Linked DNA regions of Anas platyrhynchos: region 2 is linked to region 1. A link is a contact called in public Hi-C data. All regions are on one chromosome and are shown on one strand. Each heading gives the region's core, a stretch centred on a gene start, on an enhancer-like site or on the middle of the called end of the contact. The rest is flanking DNA. Distances are from core to core; before and after follow the strand shown.

Region 1 (3,534 bases), core at 559-3,058:
AATAAAGTGTATTGATGAGAGAAGATCCCCTTACTTAGTGAGGGATGTAAATTTAGCTGACAGCTATCTCATTAATCAGAAAAAAGAATTTTTAATTTAAGCTTCAAGACAGTACATACTGAAACCACACCTTGAATGTTTGATTCCCTCAGGTATGGTTGTATTTTCTATACTGCCTTGGCAGCTGAATCCTTTTTTTTTTTTAAAAAAAAAAAAAAAACAGGTTACAACACAATATGGATTTCTTCATCTGGATTTCTTCAGGGGGAAAAAACGTGCTATTTCTGACTCAAAATACATGCATCTTCCATCCAGTAAAACTAGTATAAATGTACTAGAACAATTACGACTCATATCCTGATTATTGGTTAGTCCATACTTCTCAGGGACTCGTACTTCTCATACTTGTGCATGTTCTACCTAAAACTACAACCTTACATGTTAAGAATTACTAGCTTTCTTGGTACTTACTTTCTTATAAGACCTAAGGAAACTTTAAAGAGGAATCCATCTTGTCCAATTACTCCCATGCCACTTGCTTTTCCGCTGCTGTCTATACAGACCATCTCTGGTTCCATGTCTTTATTTGCTACAAGGAATTTACCATAAATAAGGTCTCCCACCTAAACCAAACAGGGTCAGAAAGCAAAAAGTATTAGACATGATCATACTGTACATTCATAAAAAATATTAAATTTATAAAGCTCGTCCAGGGTAACACAAAATAGTTGGTGGGAGAAAAATGAATGAGTAGTTTTTGTTCTCTCCTACTAAAGACAACTTACCACATAAGAATAATATTGTATCACTACTAGAATCTAAAAGATATTTAAAAAACACATTTTATTTTACGGACGTATTCTTCTTTTTCTGTTTTGAAATACCTTCTCCAGACTTTAAGGAAGGTAAAAAGCAAGTCTAAGCAGCCTACTCTTGTAACTGCTTATAAGGACCACAAGAAAGCCACACCAGCTTATTTTGTTGTCCTTTAGAGTCTATTTTACGTTCTGGCGATGGTATTTCAGCTGAATGCAGAAGCAGTGACACGCACGTGCCGCGTTTCCAGCGGTGTTACGAAACAAACCCGGTTTTCTCCCAGCTTTAAGAGCTCGTTTCACAACCTCAGAGTGCCCCCTGCGGGCGAGCATTACCGCCTGACCAGCACCCACGGCTGGCAGCATCATGGACGAGGAAACACGGCGCCGGTTTTGCCTTGCGGCCCGGCTGAGCCGAGCACCCCCGGGTGAGGAGAATCCCGCTACCTGCACGTTGGGCCGGTTCCTTTTGGTCGCTCCCTCGAAGGCCAGGTAGGACAGCGAGGCCTGCTCGCTCCCGCCGACGTCCAGCCTGAAGACGTCCCCCGCCCTGGCGGTGACGATGCCGATCACCTGGTCGCCCTTCACCGGCACGTACTGCGGGCAGCCACACGCGGCTCAGCCGGGGCCCCTCGGGAGGGGCCGGCCGAGCCCTCCCCGCCGCCCCCCGTGCCCTACCCGCTTCTGCTGCGAGTCCACCCAGTAGGCGCCTCCCGCCGCCGCCCCGCCGCCGCCGCCGCCCGGCTGGCGGTGCCGCAGCAGCCCGCACTTGGTCACCAGCAGCCCGGCCGCGCAGCGCCGCAGACCGGGCCCGCACAGCAGCCGGCCCCGCGGGGCCGCCTCGGGGCCCAGCGGCAGCCGCTCGGCGTCGTGCTCGGGGCGGGCGGGCAGCAGCAGCACGTCGCCCGGCAGCACCACCTGCCCCACCGCGGCCTCCGCCGCCATCTTGCTGCTGCCCGCCGCCATCTTACCGCCCTCCGCCATGGCCGCCGGGCCCCGCCTCCAGTCACCGGCCACGTGGGGGGCGCCGTTGCTTAGCGACGCGGCAGCGCGCGCGGCGCCCGGGCCGTTACGACCGTTAGGGTCTGAGGGGGGCGGGCGGGGGCAGCCAGCGCCGGTGCGCAGCGCCAGGTGCCTGGTGCCGCAGGGGCAGTCCCGGGATGGAACTCGGGGAGGGGGGGGGGGAAGGCCCCGGGCTGCGCTTACATGGAGCCGGGGGCAGCGGCTGTGGGTGGGGGCCGCAGGTGAGGGCGCTCAGGGCAGCTGAGGTGCACCTGGGGGCCTGTCTGGGCGCCCACCCTGACAGCCCGCCGCTGGCGGTGACTGCCCAGCCGCCGCCTCCCGGCCGACCGGTACCGCCTTATTTCCGAGCAGTTTCTTAATGCTACGTGCCCAAACAATGAGCGGGGACACGCACAACTAAGCACATTTCTCTAAAGTGCTTAGTGTAATTGATCTATCATTCGAACGGTTAACAACTAAAGCAGTGTTAAATCTGAATAGCTTTCCTCTATTAACTGCCCGATTAAATTAGCTATAATAAAATACGAAGAGTAATGCCGTATCCACTGTTTGGGACCTGAGTAAATACTTCTTAAAAATCCTAATTTAATTCTGGCATTGATGACTAATGTATGTCTGTTTGTTGTTAGTAGATCTGAATGGAGTCTCAATATCTGAAGAGATGCCTGGGAAGTTGCCTGACAAAGGGACTGGCAGAGGTTGTAGAGCATCGCCCAGCAGACCCGATAGAGTACCTGGCACATTGGATTTATAATTACAAGAGAATCTTAGATGAAGAAAAAAAGGTGGATATATAGTGGATAAAAAGTAAATGAAATGAAGAATATCAGATTGTGTCTGGAGATAACTCACAGAAAATTTAAGAAATTTTGTAATATAAGTTATGGGAAAGATGTTGAACAAATATTTCATGGCAGTGTAATTGATGGCTATTTAATCTCTATGTTTTTTTAACTGATTCCGTGTTACCTTTGAAATAGAGAATGCAGGAGAGGATTGAGCTGGAAAAAGAACGGGAGGCAGCCCAGGAAGAACTTGAAATGTTAAGAAAAATGAAGGAGGAAGAGCTAATGATTCAGCAGAAACTCGAAGAACAACGTCAGGTTAATAATATTAATAATAGATAATTATAAAAGCATATGATGGTGTAGAAACTTGTCGTATTCAGTATGCCTTTATTCTCTGTATACGGATTTTGAGAAAAAGGTAACGTAAAACAAGTATTTAAACCTCACTTTTCTAAGTAATAAATGAAACAACCTGTCAGCAAGTGGGAAGAAAAACTTACCTACCATGTGGTAAGATGTTACCAAAAAAATGAAGGAACGTAAAGAGGAAATGCCTTAAAACTTACATGACAAGTGACTTAAAATAAGTAGACTGTCTTATGTAGTTCGTTACAAACAAGAGGTGGTGTAAATAAAGCTAGAATTAAGTACAAAAACTTTTGACAAGCTTGCAAGGAGGCCTAGGAGTAATAAGCACTCAAAGATATTTCAATGTAAGGCAAAAAAAGGTAATGAGAATGTATACACAATTATTGATTCCTGAAAATAGTTGGGAATCAATTAATTAATATTGGATATTTAAGCAGCAGAGGGCCCCGATTCTGTCCTTAGCTATTTGAGCATTCTGCTGACATAGTAGTTTAAATGCTATACTATGTGATACTATGTGGACATGAAATATGAGAACT
Region 2 (3,534 bases), core at 771-3,270, 93 kb after region 1:
TTGGTAGGCACCCTGTCCAGGGGACCATATCAGAGCTGACGTGGAGTTCAGCCCTCCAGAAGCCTATACGAACGTTAGATCCCCAGCAGCCCATGTGGTAAGCACAAATTAATTCATAGTGATTGAACAAACAGGTCTACTTCATTAGGAGATGCAAAACTGAATGTCAAAAGTAAAACAATTATACATACATGCTGGTTCTGATTTTTCCAGGCCATAAATGGTAACAAACTTCTGTATCAACAAACTTCTATGTCAACTGAGAACAAAAACGTTGATTTTCTCAGATCTGTCAGCTCGAGAATTCACAGATAATTAAAGCCTGTGTCTTTGAACAGTCCACATCATTCCATTTTCCAGATTCGTATATTACCACACAGTCTTCATTTTTTTGATTATTTGGTTCTCCAGTATTCCAATTTGAGTAAGTTACAGCCCCTCCACTCAGGTACACAAACCTGCCCTCAGTCTGTGCATCAGATATCCCTATATGAGCTTGCCTTGCAGGTCTCACTAAGTCTTTTAAAGCTGTATTCTCAGCATCATTCCGAGGAGAAGCAAGTGTACTTCCAGCTCTCGCACAAAGGGATTTTCCATTTTCAAAAGTGTCTTGATTGCCGGTTGAGACAAACATTTTTTTACCAATGCTTCTGATGTTCTTTAAAATTAAAGCTAGAAACAAAAATAACCATCAAACTGACTTTCACTATAAATTGAGGATGGTATACTTATATAACTATTATTATATAACTTTAGTTATTTTCCATAATATCACAGTTGTACTTTGTACACAGTTAACACCAGTTATAAACAGACTACTCACTGCAGTAGTAGACAGAACCCAACAGAAGTCAAACAAAAGAAATATCTGGAAATAGCAAATCCATGCTTTAGGAAAACTGGGTTTTCACAAGACCTGGATCACGAGTCCTGTTTTAATATTTTTTGTTCCTGGTTCATACATTATTACGGTTCTTGAATCAGGACCTTAAGAGCTCATGCTCTAAGGCAAATCACAAGCATGACAAAATAGCTTGCCAGATTTCATTGCAAAAACCAGAGATCAATTCAAATTCCTGCATAGGAACCGAGCTGCAATTAGGAGATCTTCTGTACCCTTCTGCTTTATTGCATACATTCCTGGTATCTCACAAACTAAAGCTGAGAGCCTGTAATGAAATTCAGGGTTTAAAGCAATAGAGCAGAAAGAGGAGACACAGGAACAGCTTCAGCAAGTCTGTAAAACCACATATTTGTCCTGAAAATTTAACTAATCTCAGGAGAAATAGAAATCTGTAGCTCACACACCTGCCAGGTTTTCATGAAAAAACAGTGGAAAGTGAAGCTTTTGATTGTTTAGTAGATAAAACAGGGATTGCAATACCTCTTTTGAAATGCAGTTGCTGTCTGTAACAGGCCAGTTATTTTAACTTACTCTCTCAAACATGTTTCCAGGATTAGCATGAGGTCTGTCCACCACCTTATAGCAACTATACAAAGCCTGTGACATATGCATAGTTACATTTTCCCTGATACTGTGAGAATGGAAACAGTGCAATGCTCCTGTGGGCAAGGAAGCCTCTGCTCTCCTCCTGTTTTAGACACCCTTTTCTAGGGCATTGATATACAAGCACAGGAGAAAAGGGAGATGGCTAAAGGGATTACTGCTACCAGCTGTTCAGCCTCTCCACGTCCTACAGCTTCTTGCCCCAGTTTCAGGTTACCATCAGGCTTTTCACACAACTATGGCTTCAAAGTTGTGCTTTCTGCAGGGAGGACACCCCCCTTGGAAGGATGATCAGAGCTACATGACTTTACTCTGCTGATGTTTGTGCTGTGCTACATTGCAGACTGTGCCATTTCCTTCTAAATTAACCTAGGAACAGTAATGGACTCTGTGCCTTTCCTACTGTGGTATTTGTACCAGTAATTATAATGCAAGGATGAGACATTCTTTAAAAATTTTCACACAGTATCTCCTGGGAAATTACTTACAGCCAGGCTTACACAGACAGCATCCCAACCCTTGTCTACTCATAGAAAACTATCTAGAACTGAGGCAGTGAGAGAGAGATAACACACCACTTAAAGCACAAATGACCAGAGAACATTAGCCGGTCCTGCAGTTCATGTAACAAAGCCCCTGAGCTGTATGTTGGCAATGAGATCCTTGAAGTTTGGCAGGTTAGTTCAGGATGGATGTAAAGTATGCAGTGAGAAAGCGTTTAAGTAATGACCATCTCCCATGAGTGACACAAGAGAAAATTGAAATATTTGTTTTACCCTACTGTTTTCAGTTCCTTCTCCAGCACAAGCATGCCCATCATATCGCAAAGCCACAAAGAAAACAAAAGAATGATCGTATCTTACCATTTTTGTATCTATTTAATTCATCTTCCAGAACCTTGAGTTTTGTTTCCAAAGCAGTCACTTGTCTCTGCAGGCCATCACTTGCTACAACTAGAAGTTTAAGGTATTATTTAGTAATTCATATTACAACGACTACACAACTACTGTCTTTGGTGTAATGTGATGCCATGTGAGAGAACTGTTTGTTTTCCAGAGCAGAAACCACAGGCCACATTGCAGACTTGTTCCCTGGGAAACTGTGCCACTGGGAGAGCCGCATCCCTTAGTGGGATGGATGCTTGGGTGAACTTTGAATTTTCAGGGCTGACAAGGTCATCCCCTATGCAGCTGGGAAAGCCCAGTTCTCAAAGGCAAAACACACATGTAAGCATTTTAAATGAGTTAAAGTTAAAATAGAAAACATACGATCAGTCAAAGAATGAAAGGTAAACTGCTGTTTATAACATGAGTCAGAGGGTTTGTTATTTCATTCACAGACAATAAAGTAATGACTCATTCCAGGCACAAAAAAGTTATATTGGGCAACTCATCTCCTAAGTAACAGACAGTTCATCTTTCTGCTCCTCACACTTGTGTGAATCACACCTTCCCTCAAATGATGTTATAAGAATATCAGACATTAACACAAATATTTCAGGGAAAATATAATAACAGATTGAAAACTAGATTATAGAAACATGAGAAATTTATTTCTTACTTCCTTGTTCTCCTTTTTGTCCTTTCTCTCCTCGTGGTCCTACAACTCCTTTCATTCCAGGAGGTCCTGCTTTCCCAGGAAAACCCTGCAGACCTCTCAATCCTTCTCCTAGAGTTTGATTTAAAAGAAAATGGCTTTATTGTTTTCTGAGACAATTCTCCCACCATGTTTTCTTACTGCTTGGAGGGAATGACAAACACAGGAATTGTTTAACAACAGGCAATGGTGTGCAGAAGGCACAAAGAGACAGAAGACACTCCTAGAAGATAGGTTGCAAGGTCCAGCTGGGAATAGGGGATAAAATGGTATTTGTTTTGGAACAACCAGTTACCATTGATAAATAAGCAGGAAACAGATGATGTGGACAGAGCCATCCATCAGTCTTCCTCTTCAAGGAAGCTTTTGAAAAGCAAAGTAAAGCCCCTACATTCTCACCTAGGAGCCATAGAAATAATGCAGAGCATAAG

What was found. Hi-C and Micro-C count contacts between places; a contact is called where the count stands out from the background.
Region 2: a Hi-C map of skeletal muscle shows a contact between it and region 1, with 2.9 times the contacts expected there. The contact joins the enhancer-like site here to the promoter of DYDC1 in region 1. A contact is called at or near these places in 2 of 8 Hi-C or Micro-C datasets (liver and skeletal muscle).

The regions. Positions count from the first base shown.
Region 1 is chr6:14,818,350-14,821,883 of IASCAAS_PekinDuck_T2T, forward strand. It overlaps DYDC1 (DPY30 domain containing 1), which reads left to right and starts at 1,809. Exons shown (of 7, transcript XM_038180833.2): 1 at 1,809-1,946; 2 at 2,471-2,623; 3 at 2,819-2,941. The coding sequence starts at 2,477. It overlaps EXOSC3 (exosome component 3), which reads right to left and starts at 1,799. Exons shown (of 4, transcript XM_027460030.3): 1 at 1,494-1,799; 2 at 1,263-1,412; 3 at 472-623. The coding sequence starts at 1,799.
Region 2 is chr6:14,910,916-14,914,449 of IASCAAS_PekinDuck_T2T, forward strand. It overlaps a transcript of MBL not described here. Among named protein-coding and RNA genes, the nearest start is that of SFTPA, 19 kb to the left of the region's middle. Within about 2 kb of position 2,021, at least 1 of the 8 cell types and tissues checked has an H3K27ac peak or open chromatin away from gene starts, as enhancers often do.